Linked DNA regions of Mus musculus: region 2 is linked to region 1. Evidence: chromatin contacts called from public HiChIP or PLAC-seq data. All regions are on one chromosome and are shown on one strand. The core of a region is the stretch at or near the end of the contact, and the rest is flanking DNA. Distances in the headings are between cores, read along the strand shown.

Region 1 (5,533 bases), core at 2,685-5,184:
GTTTACAGGTGGGGAGCGGGCAACTGCACGGTAGGGTGCCCAGCAGTATCCCCATCTTCCACCCACCAGAAGCCAGGAGGACCTGTGAACTGTGATGATGAAAATGTCTTTAACCAAACCCAAAGGTGTCTAAGGCTCAAAAGCATTCCTAGTTGGAACTACTGCTCAGTAGACTTCATTACCACTGTCCAAGAATTTTCTATGATGTCAGAACCCTGCATAGCATGTCCTAGATCTACTGTCCATGATGTGACCCGCGAGCTCATGTGGGTAGCGAACAGTGGAAATGTGGCTGGTATGAGGAGACAACCGACCCTAACTCTTTTCCCTGAAGCCTCTTCCTCACTGTCAGTGCAGTCAGTCGCTGCAGAGAGTACTCACGAAGTTCTTATTATGAGCCAGGCATAGTCCCAAGCCCTTACTGTATTGTTTCATTTAGTCCTCATGATTTCTCCCAGGACATAGGTTTTAGCACAGTAGCTTAAGCTTACTGATGAGAAAGACTCAGGTGAGGTAACTCATGTATGTGGTGGAAGTGGAATTCACCATCTGATTCTAGAGCCAGTGCAAGAGGCCCACGCTGGCTCTTTGGAGCTAGCCCTCAGTAAACAGAAGGTCTTTTGTGCTGACTATTCTCTGACTTACATTCACCTCCCAAAAGGGTGGGTATCAGAGGCAGGACATGACTTGGGAGAAGCCAAGGGGACAAGTTACCTGAGGCTCTTGGTTGGCAGTTTTCATCAATAGCCACCTCAGCTGTCAACTGTGTTAGCAGATCCTGCGTCTGCTGGGCCTGGGTCCTGGTATCTGGTGCCTGGTGTGCCTGTGCGGAGGAGGGCAGCTCAGTGGGGAAAGGGCTGTGGGGAAGGCCACACCAAGAGTGCAGAAGAAGTCTGAGTCAGGGGTAGATGCTGAAGAATTTTCAAAGCCCAAGGAAAGGGATGAATTCAAGTCCACATAGGTGAGTCGGTCTGGCGGCTCCCAACAGGACTGAGTATCCACTCTGCTGACGCACTCAGTCCTGCTGCTTGGCCTTTGTTCTTTGGCTTAGGAGCAGGCTTAAGGCTCAGGAGGTAGGGGTGGGAGGCTTTACCAATCCCTGCAAAGCACAGGATCATACATGTATCTGGGCTTGTGAAGGGTGCTCACCCTAGGAAATCCTTTTCTTCTAAGCCACACACTCACCGGTCTCACGGTGTGAGAAGGTGGGACTCTGCCCTGCAAGGCTGCAAGCCGATCCTCCATCTCCTGCGTGGAAGGAATGGGGCCCTGGACTTCATCCTTCAGTGCGGCTAGCCGTGCCTCTATCTCGGCTTGTGAGGGTACTGACTCTGCAGTTGGAAGGGAGAAGATTTGTAAGGGCCAGAGGAAGCTCAGACCTCACTTCTGGTATGTGCCTTTAAAGGTCCCCTGGCCCACTCCCACTCACTAGGCTTGTTTTCCTGACGAAGCCGTGCTAGGCGCTCAGCGATGGCTTGGTCTTTGTGGGTCAGGCTTTGGCTATGGGAAGTGCTGGACTTTTTCTTGGCTTCCAAGGCTGCCACACGCCTGGGTGAATATGAGGTAGAGACCCTTAAGGTTAAAGAGAAGACTGATGGCACCCATTCAAATCAATCTGGGCCTCTACAGGCCATCTTCTGTGGCCTCTATTCATGTGGTACCACAGCCTAACCCAGATGACCAGCAGGAGGGTATGCCTGACAGGGAAGGAGCTCCCAAATGCCTTTTCTGATAACTGGTTAATGAGCAGCTTTCAGGATCCAAGAGGGAAGCCAGGAGCCTGGAGGTGGGCATTCTCTCTGCCCTGCACCCATTTGCTCTGGAGACTGGAAGGAGAGATGTGGTAGTGGTGTCCTTGTTTCTTCCCAGCCCCACTTGTCTTCTTCTCAGCACTTACTTCTTATAGTTCTGAGGTGGTGACCACTTGGAAGCATTGTCAGAAGACCCTCTGGAGAAAGGACATCAGAGGACAATGGTGTCAGAAGTCCTGCCCTCCTTCCCATTGGTAATTTCTACCCCAAATACTTCCCAGGCAGACCTCTGGCCAGGGCGCACAAGGCCACAAGGCCTGACCAGATGCTTATTGTCATGTCTGTCTGAACCCTTGTCAGAGCCCATCTCTCACCTGGTCAGGATTGTGTGGCACTGCTTGCAGACTTTCTGTTGTGTGTTGCCAGCCCGGGGTACCAGAGCGCTGAAGCTAAGACAGCCGTTACAGAAGGCTCGGCCACAATTCTTACAGCCATACTATAAGAAACAGGAAGCAGGAGGAAGCATGTCTCACCCAGCCCCGATGGCTCTTCTCTGAGACCCTCTAAGCACTCACAGAAAGAAGGAAGTGAAGTTGTGACCAGATTTTGAAGGAAGGAGGAAGAGTGGTATCCCTAGGGTTCTGGCCGAGATGGGTTCAGCAATTCCTTGTTTCCGGAGTCTTATTCAAATTAGATAAAACTTCAGGCAAAATTCACATGCTTTCTACCATTTTCAATTTCTTACCATGGGGGTGTAGTGCAAAGACAAACAAGGCCCAGTGTGTCAGGTCCCTGGCTTGTCAACAAAAAGAATCAGAGTTGGGTGCAGATCCCGTGCTTTCTCTGTTCTGGTAGAGATGGTGGGAGGTTCGCCTCAGGATAGGGTTGTAACAATAGCTTCAATTATTAAGTACTTAGTGTGTGCCAGGCACTAAGCCTGCACCTTAAAATTCATCATTTGTTATAACCATCATCACTTACATACGTCATCATATTTGATCCTGATGCCCACCAGTATTATCTCTATTTTAACAGGGGCCAGTGAAATTACATGACCGTTCAATTAGATCATTCTTTGAATAAGACAGGGCAGCTGAAATTTGAACTCTGACACCAAAATTGATATGTAAGTGCTCCAATCCTATACACCATGAATTCGTCCCATTTACTTCCCTTGCAGCTCACAAGGGGAATGTGGTTGAGAAGAAGGCTTTTTCATTGTGCCCTGGGGAGAAAAGGGCAAGCTGTGGACGGGGCAGGTTTCAGAACAGAGAGCAACCGGCATGCATGGGATGACTTTAAAGACAGAGATGGAGAGAAGGGGAGTGGATAGAATGTAGGTGGAGATTTAAAAAAAAAGTGTAGCTTTTGGAAACTTTACAATTTCTAGGGTCTTTTCAGCTACAGCACCTCACCGAAGCTACTTTACATTTTCTTAATTTACATTATTTCTTTGTGAGTGTATGCGTGCAGACATATGCATATCATGGCATGTGTGTGGAGATCAGAGAATAACTTTCAGGAGTTCTCTCCTTCCACCATGTGGGTCCTGGGGTTCGAACTAAGGTCATCGGGATTTGCAGGAAGTGCTTTTACCTCACTGAACCTCATCAGACCATCATCTTAACCCGGAAACGGGTGGGCATCCGACCCACTTTACAGAGAGGTTAACCGGGTTACTTCATCAAAACCACACAACTGAAAAGAAGCCGTCAAACGGTCTTTAGCCTGCAACTCCCTTCCCTTCGCCCCGCGTCCTCCCTTGGCCCTTCGGCTTTCTGGGAGTACACTCGCCTCCTTCTTGAAGAGGGTGAACTTGACAGCACAGCCGTAGCACCTGCTCTCCATAGCAGTTCTCGGCGCTGCAGAATTGGTAGGTTAGCCTCTCACCAGCGCAGGGTAGGCCTCTCAGACCCTCAGGTTGTGCAGCCCAGTCCCACACGCCCATCGGCGCTGTCCAGGGGCGGCCCAGCGCGGAGAATTCTGACTTTGCACTCACCAAGGCGGGGCGGCAGCGGAGTGGGGCATGCTGGGAGTCGTAGTTCATTCTCCGCAGCGCGCTCCTCCACAGCCAGTCAGACGAGAATCGGAAGGCATCATCCCAGGAGGCTTAGCGCGCTTTTGGGCCGGCTCGGAGCGAGTAAGCCCCGCGCCCACGCACACGCTCAGACTCCTGGGAGTTGTAGTATCAATTCAAGTTTGGACTAGAACCATGGCGGTGACCAAAGAGCTCTTACAAATGGATCTGTACGCGCTGCTCGGCATTGAGGAGAAGGCGGCAGACAAAGAGGTGAGAACTTGATAGGCAAAGCAGTTCTTCGGTCCTCGCGTCAGGGCGCGCGCCTGGCTCCGGCTTTCTATGCTCCGCCCTATCCTGGACCCGGAGCGAGGGACGGCCAATGACTAAAAAGGGGGCCTCCGGGCACTTCCTGAAAGGCTTGAGGACTGGGTTAGGGAGGGAGGCATTGAGAACTCTGAACTGTGTGACCGTGCTGTCCCTTCTGCCACACTGTTTGGAGGCCGGTTGAACCTGAGAGCCCAGGCCTGCTTTTTTGCGCCTGCGCAGCATCAGTTTGTACGCTGAACGTTTTACCTGTCTGTCTGGAGGTGTTTGGTTTTAGTCTGTTTTAACTTCAGGGGGATCCTAGGAAGAAAAGTCTCTAGGCTCTAACTCCTCCCCTCAGCCCCTCTTCTTTTTCTGGATTTGACGTTGAGGCCTAGAACCTAGAGGCCTCAGTTTTCTTTTCCTCTTTTTAAGTATCAGATGTTCCAATGTTGTCAGTGCGTGCTGCTTAGCGGGTTAAACAAGAGGATCAGAAGGTTAAAGCAGGTGGTGTGGGGGTCCACTTATCTCAAGTGCTGTACTTAAGGTTTCTGTTATTTACTCTTAGATTGTGGTGGCAATAGTGACAGTACACGCAGGGGAGTTCATTGGATAAAAAGTAATGCCCACCGGGCTGGGCATAGTGATCCAAGCCTGTAATGCACTTGGGCGCTGGAGGGAGGAGAATCAGGAATTTAAGGTCAACTTCAGTTTCTTGTGGAGTTTAAGGTCAGCTGTCTTAACGTGTTTAAGGTGGGGGGGGGGAAGAGATCCTTTTTATTTATTTATTTTTTCGAGACAGGGTTTCTCTGTATAGCCCTGGCAGTCCTGGAACTCACTTTATAGACCAGGCTGGCCTCGAACTCAGAAATCCGCCTGCCTCTGCCTCCCCAGTACTGGGATTAAAGGCATGCACCACCACCGCCCAGCAAGAGATCTTATCAATGCTCTTATACTTCTGGACTGCTTGTCCAATGCTTGAGTGTCAGAAAGAGTGCTCTGGGGCAGAAAATCAGGGTGATTGGATTCTTCAGTAAAGTTGTGGTCATCCTGCTCAGAAAGCTTCCTGAAGATTTGGCTGAAGTCAAAAATGGATGTAGAAATAAATACTCGTAAAGCACAGGCTTTCTCTTTGCAGCCCTGGCTGTCCTGGAACTCACTCTGTAGACCAGGCTGACCTGGAACTCAGAAATCCACCTGCCTCTGCCTCCCAAGTGCTGGGATTAAAGGTGTGCGCCACCAATGCCCGGCTCTCTCTCTCGCTCTCTCTCTCTCTCTCTCTCTCTCTCTCTCTCTCTCTCTCTCTCTCTCTCTCTCTCTCTCTCTCTCTCTCTCGAAGAAAAGTTGATGTAGCCCTGGCTGTCTTGGAACTTTCTATGTAGATCAGGCTAGTTTTTCCGAACTCACAGCGATAAATCTGCCTCCCAAATGTTAGGATGCCCCGTGCCCTGCTTTTGGG
Region 2 (6,092 bases), core at 2,750-5,249, 590 kb before region 1:
AAGGACAAACTCAGATTTATGCAGATCCCAACCCTATAGTGCTCCCCACAGGCATTGACCCAGCTCACTCTTGGCTCAAAGCCCCCTCCTGAGACTGCTCACCTGTCACATTTAAAACAGAGGGAGAGGGAGCAGGTCCCCCAACCTTAGTGAGTCCTCTCCACCAGTAAATGGTTACGGGTTCTGGAGGACCCACAGCCTCACAAGACAGCTGAAAAGGGGCATTGGGTGGCACCGCCAGATCTTTTGGTTCCACTGTGAAGAATGGCACACCTAGGGAGAAAAAGTGAGGGGGAGTTAGCCTCGCCGCTTCTTAGCTATAGTTCTCTGTAACAGGCAGTCACCACAGGACCCTTATGATTGGGTCAGCTGCATCTGCTGCCCCCGTAGGCAAGGCAGACTTTGCTGCCAGCCCCCACAGTCCCTTCCCAGACCAGCTCTGACAGCTCTACTCAGAGTATGGGAGAGGCTGGGGTGGGGATGTAGGGGGAGGAACACCCTGGGAGGGGGAGTGGGTGGAGCTTTAGCAGAGTTCTGCTGGCAGGCCCCAGCTCCTGTTCAGGGCCCTTTGTTACTTTCTTAGTCACTTTGTTTTCCAGGGCTGCACAGCTCTGAGCTCCTGCAGCTGCAGAGCCTCCTTCCCCTCCCCCACACCCTCCCCACTTTGGTTGGGCCACTTGGCAGAACAAGGTCCAGCTTCTGATGACTGCTTGACAATTTGAACCCTTGACAGAAGGCTGAAACAGACAGGACGTCAAAAACTGTGGGTCCTAGTGGCCTCCGTGGTTCTTAAACATCCGGACTCCAGCAGGTAGGGTCCCTGAGGTCTGGATGTGCCTGTCGACGTGGTTCTCAACCCCTTTGGCAAACTTCTATCTCCAAAAATATTTGTATTACAGCTCATAATGATAGCAAACTTACAGTTATGAAGTAGCAGCAAAAATAATTTTATGGTTGGGGGTCACCACAACACGAACTGTATTGAAGGGTTGCAGCATTAAGAAGGTTGAGAGCCACTGGCCTAGGCCACAGAAGGCAGTAGGGCAGTCCAGCTTACATTAAGTTCTCTTCTGCAGAGTTATAGGTCTTAGCTCCAAGCCCAATGGCCCATATAGCTAGTACTGCCTCCTCACCTTCGACAGTGAGCCATACTGACTGAGAAATCTTGGTTTCCTCCCCATCCTTCACCTGGCACCAGTACAGGCCAGCATCAGACCGTTCCACTGACTTTAGGCTGTGAAAACAGGATAGCAGCTTACTTTTCAGAGTCAAGAGAGCCAGATCCTAGCCAGGCGTGGTGGCGCACGCCTTTAATTCCAGCACTTGGGAGGCAGAGGCAGGTGGATTTCTGAGTTCGAGGACAGCCTGGTCTACAGAGTGAGTTCCAGGACAGCCAGGGCTATACAGAGAAACCCTGTCTCGAAAAACCAAAACCAAAGCAAACAAACAAACAAACAAACAAAACAAAAACAAAAGAGGGCCGGATCCTTTAATCCCAGCACCCTTGAGGCTGAGACAAATGGACTGTGAGTTTGAGACTAGACTTATCTACACAAAGAAAGGGTGAGCTAGAAGCCAACCAATGCTACATAGTGAAACCCTGTCTGAAAAAACAAAAACAAAAAAGAGGGGCAACTCCACTGAGCAGACTTAATGGGTTTAACATGGTCATTTTCTAGAGGGTTCCACAGTTTGCCAAATTTTAAGACCACAGACCTCTAGACATGAGCAAAGCCTCAGGCACAGGCCAGTCCTCCCGCTCCCTCCCCGCACTCCTGCACCTGAGTAAGCCAATCCAGCTGTGCTCGCTGATGGAGATGGACACCTGGCTTGCATTCTGGACCACGGTGCCATCCTTCATCCAGTGGATGTCAGGGTCCTCCATCCCCTCCACGCTGCAGTTGAGCTTCACTGGCTGCCCCTGAGACACGGTCATCTTCACTGGGGCGCCCATGAGCTTCAGGCCTGCAGGATGGGAAAGGGGATGTGTCAGTACGACTGAAATAGCCCTCATTTCTGGGAACATCCCCCCTTCATTCTCTTCTGAAAAACAGTTGTCTATGCTAGAAGATTCACTCTCAGACAGCACCAAGGAAGCAAGAGGCAGGATTCTGTTGGAAGGATGGTAGCCTGAACCCAGGCTGTGAGACTGGGTATGACAAGACTTCTAGTTTTCTGGTATCACTCAGTTCCCTTAGCACCAAAGACTTCTTCCCCATAGCTCCCTCCCTATTGCCCAATCACCAGAAGGCAAACCTAGCTGAACCTCCCTGAGCAGGCACTGTCCTGGGCATGACTGCTCTACCCAACCAGTGCAACAGGCTGCCAGCTCTCTGCCCAGGGTGTCAGTCAAGCCCACGAACTGCTGCTAGTATCCCTGACTCCACCCTGTAAAACGAAGGGAGGTTGAGAAGAGGGAAGGAGGGAATGCTCCCCTGAAGTGGAGAACATATGGCTACAAAACCACGTCAGATCAAACACATGGCAGCCTTCCTGGCAGCCGCCTGCTCTATTAATACCTGAATGTGTGCTGGGGCGGGTGCTAGGAAGACGGGAGGCAGAAGGGAGGGGTGGGGCCCTAAGCAGAAGCCCCAAGACCCCGGAGCTACTGTGGCATCAACAGGGCCCACTTATTAAAATCTTACCCTCTTCAGGCAAGGGTAGACACACACAAACACACGCCCACACACACACACCCTCCTGGCATGTATTAAACAGATGGGCAGGTGAAGAATCTGCATAAAGGAAATCCAGACCTGTTCTTTCTGCTCCTTACTGTGTAACCCTAGGTAAATTCCTGGGCTCTCTGAGCATCTGATACGCACCTCGGAGCCTGCATATACTTTCCACTCTTTAGCTTCCTTTCCTTTCAAGGCTAATGTGGCAAAGAACTCAGTTTTTAAGAAATGCTTGTTGGATGGCTGCTGCCGGGGGAGGGGGGGGGCGCCTGTCTCTCTACCCTTCCCACTCACCCTCACAGGACAAGGAGACATAGCTTCACACCCCTCTGCACCCTGATGTGTGCGTGTGAACTTGAAGGCAAAGGTGCTGCCCTCCTGCCTCGGGGAAATGCCTCTGTGGCTGTGTGGCAACGTAAAGCTAATCTTCACAAGAAGCAGTAACCTTCACCCAACCCAAGCTACTCAACATTCGGGTTTCCGGGAGCGCCAAGGGCCACAGGAACTAGAGTACGGGCAGAGGTATTTTAGAATCCAGCACCTTCACAACCCTGGGTGCTCAAACCCAGATCCTGTAGTTTCAAAGTGGGACCTCGGGGGTGTGCGGAAGGCAGAATGGGTCCTTAGGACTGGGGAAAAGGGAGCAGACTACTAGGAACATAGAGGCGGGAAAATACAGTCCTAAGCACCCCCGACTGCCCACACCCCCCACTCCCTTCCTTTGCACCCAGCCAGCCCCGGGCGCGAGAAAGTTGGGGGCGGGGGCCGCGGCCGGAGGTCTGGCAGCCAACACCCGCTGCGTCCTAGTCTCGGCCTTCCAGCCCCGGCCACCGACCCCAACCTCTGGCCGGCCCAGGCCCGGGTCTCGCCCGCTGCCGTCCCCGGGCTGCGCCCCTCAGTCGTGCGGCTCAGCAGCCCCCCGCTTCCCGCCGCCTCCCGGGCCACCCCTACCTGCGGCCGCAGACCCGGGGAGCAGCAGAGAAGCCAGTCCCGCCAGCAGCAGCGGCCGGAGCCCCGGCCACCCCATGCTCCGCCTCAGCGCCATCGGCGGCGACGCCGCACCATGCCGGGCCCGGCCCGCGAGCGCAGAGAGGAGGGTGGCGGAGGAGGGGCGGGAGGCCCGCGGGAGGGGCGGGGGGCGGCGCTCGGCCCGGGCGTCCCGGACCCGCGGCCGCCTAGAGCCGCGGCCACCGCCGTCAGCAGCGAGGAGTCCCCGGGGCTGCGGCTGGGCCACCGCGCTCCTTCCACAGCCGCCGCCGCCGCCGCCGCTGATTCATGTTCTTCTGCGAGCCGCCGCCTCCTCCCGGCCCGCCCGCCCGCCCTCCGCGGAGCTCGTGCCGCCCTCCCCCTCCCCCGCGCAGCCCCGGTGGCGAGAGCCGAGCGCTAACCTCAGCCCTTACCGCCCGACCTCCCGCCCACCTCCAGAAGGCGCAGCGGGACCCGCGCCCTGGCCACTCCGCTGCCGCTGCGGAGGACCTGCCTCGCTCCCTGGACAGGCACCCGGCCACGCCCCTCCTTCCCCAAATACTTTCCAGTCTCCAGCGGGGCACCCCATCCTCTCCTCAGAACCCCTCTTGGAAGCTCCTGCCACACCCCAACACTGTTCTAAATCCTGACCTCAGACTCCGACACAGCCCTCTCAGAACACAAAGCACCTACTAGACACAGCAACCCTCAGGTGTCCCCAAGACGGCTGGAACAGCTCCCCGAGAAACTACTAGCATCCCTGTACCTCTTTGCTTGAGCTTTTCACCCAGTTTTTTTTTTCTTTTTCGATCTTTGTAGCCTACCTTTAATCGCCAAGTATTCTCCTATCGAAAGACCATTCTCCCCAGCCCATCTTCCCAGAGTGTTTTCCAGTTTGTCGTCCATCTAGAGTTTTCCAAGATCTGTTTCGTAATTCTTAGGTGTCCATCCCCACTGCTAGCCTACGAAGGCCAAAGCAAAATCACCGTGATTTTCGAGGGTATCATTCTTCTTTCTTGCTTCCTCTTTCCACCCCTCCACTTCTGGGACATAGTGTGAACATTGGCATTGTCTTCATACTAGCTAGTGAAACATCTGCTATTATTAGTAGACCACCTTGCGCACAGTAGGCACTCCATAAATAAATAGGCAGATCCTTGTTAAAAGAATGAATAATTGCCTGCTCCACAACCAGTAATCACTGGAGGTGGCCTGCCCACAGACATCCTGTCAGGAAGATGCAGAGCTGGTTCCAAATCGCACCTGCCAAGTCCTCCTCTTGTCCTCACCTCTTCTTGGCCCCTGGAGGACAACCCACAACAGGCGCTTTCCAGGGGTCCTGGATGGGGAGAAAGAACTAGCCAGTGAGACGTCCCATACTCACTGGATCTTTCCAGGGATTCTCCTGAGCAGCAGGAGCCTCCCTCTTCCTCCACTTGGCCCACCAGTGCTTGTTTATTAATTATCTTAATGATAACAGCAGTGCTGGCGGCAGCCGCAGACCCAGCTGGGGGCGCCCCCAGGCGGCAGGATAGGAAGACTCTTGGCAAGTCTGGTCAACAGTTGGATCGGAGGGGCCTGACTTCCTGCTGAGCGCTCTGCCAATTTTCTTGGGAACTCTAGGATGGCTCCAGGACGCTTTCCTGAAGGGGGAAAAAAGAAAAGAAAAGCACACAAGCTTGCTCTTTTCCAGAGCTTTGGAATTTTGAGTGTCAGACAGTCTGGAACGGAAGCCAGAACTGTTCTACGCTGTCTCCAGTAAAGGGGACCCTTCTCTTTATTTCAATTAACCTGGCACAGAGTATTCCCGGAAGATGTTCAATCTAGAGACCAAACACAGCTTCTACTTCCTGTTCTTCACTCCTGAGCTGATATGGAATTCTAGCCCAAGGGTTTATACTTTGTTATCAGTTAAACTGGCTCCTTAGGCAAGTCATGGAGGTGGCTTTCCGCATTCTAACTAAGCCTGAGACACATCACCATCCTGCTAGAAAATATGTCTGCTTTCCCTGAAGGGAAATCCCACCTCACTTTCCCCGAAGGACATCCTGGTTCCATGTTATCTTCCTAATTTCATTTCAGTATCCGCCCTGGCTCTCAGTATTTCTACTTACAGGGCCAAAGTGGCAGGCAGAAACCTGTGGGGTGCTGATCTGCCTTGCCTTTTTATCTGCTATACAGGAGTGGTTCGTTTCTTAGTTCTTAAACCCACTCAGCGCCTCTCTCTCTCTCTCTCTCTCTCTCTCTCTCTCTCTCTCTCTCTCTCTCTCCTCTCTCCTCTCTCCTCTCTCGGCATAGCATAGGAATGTGCTTCTAGGGTATGTGAGCAGGTGTGATTTTTGTGGAAGAGATGTGTAGGTGGGTGAGAGGGTGTGCATTGTGATGTATGAGGGAGGGTGTGCATTTGTGCAAATTCTAAATGTGACTGACGCTCTGTGGGTGGATGGG

The links. HiChIP or PLAC-seq counts read pairs in DNA pulled down with a chosen protein or histone mark.
Region 2: a contact with region 1 is called in an H3K27ac HiChIP or PLAC-seq map of microglia, with 5 times the contacts expected there. The contact joins the promoter of Tyro3 here to the promoter of Dnajc17 in region 1. A contact is called at or near these places in 2 of 39 promoter capture datasets (both in liver) and 1 of 115 datasets of contacts at active chromatin or transcription factors (microglia).

What each region holds. Positions count from the first base shown.
Region 1 is chr2:119,207,196-119,212,728 of GRCm38.p6, reverse strand. It overlaps Dnajc17 (DnaJ heat shock protein family (Hsp40) member C17), which reads left to right and starts at 3,934. Exons shown (of 11, transcript NM_139139.2): 1 at 3,934-4,041. The coding sequence starts at 3,964. Zfyve19 (zinc finger, FYVE domain containing 19) reads right to left here and starts at 4,009. Exons shown (of 11, transcript NM_028054.3): 1 at 3,546-4,009; 2 at 2,126-2,247; 3 at 1,898-1,948; 4 at 1,430-1,548; 5 at 1,186-1,331; 6 at 715-823. The coding sequence starts at 3,599.
Region 2 is chr2:119,797,421-119,803,512 of GRCm38.p6, reverse strand. Tyro3 (TYRO3 protein tyrosine kinase 3) reads right to left here and starts at 3,999. Exons shown (of 19, transcript NM_019392.2): 1 at 3,630-3,999; 2 at 1,782-1,965; 3 at 1,134-1,234; 4 at 103-273. The coding sequence starts at 3,723.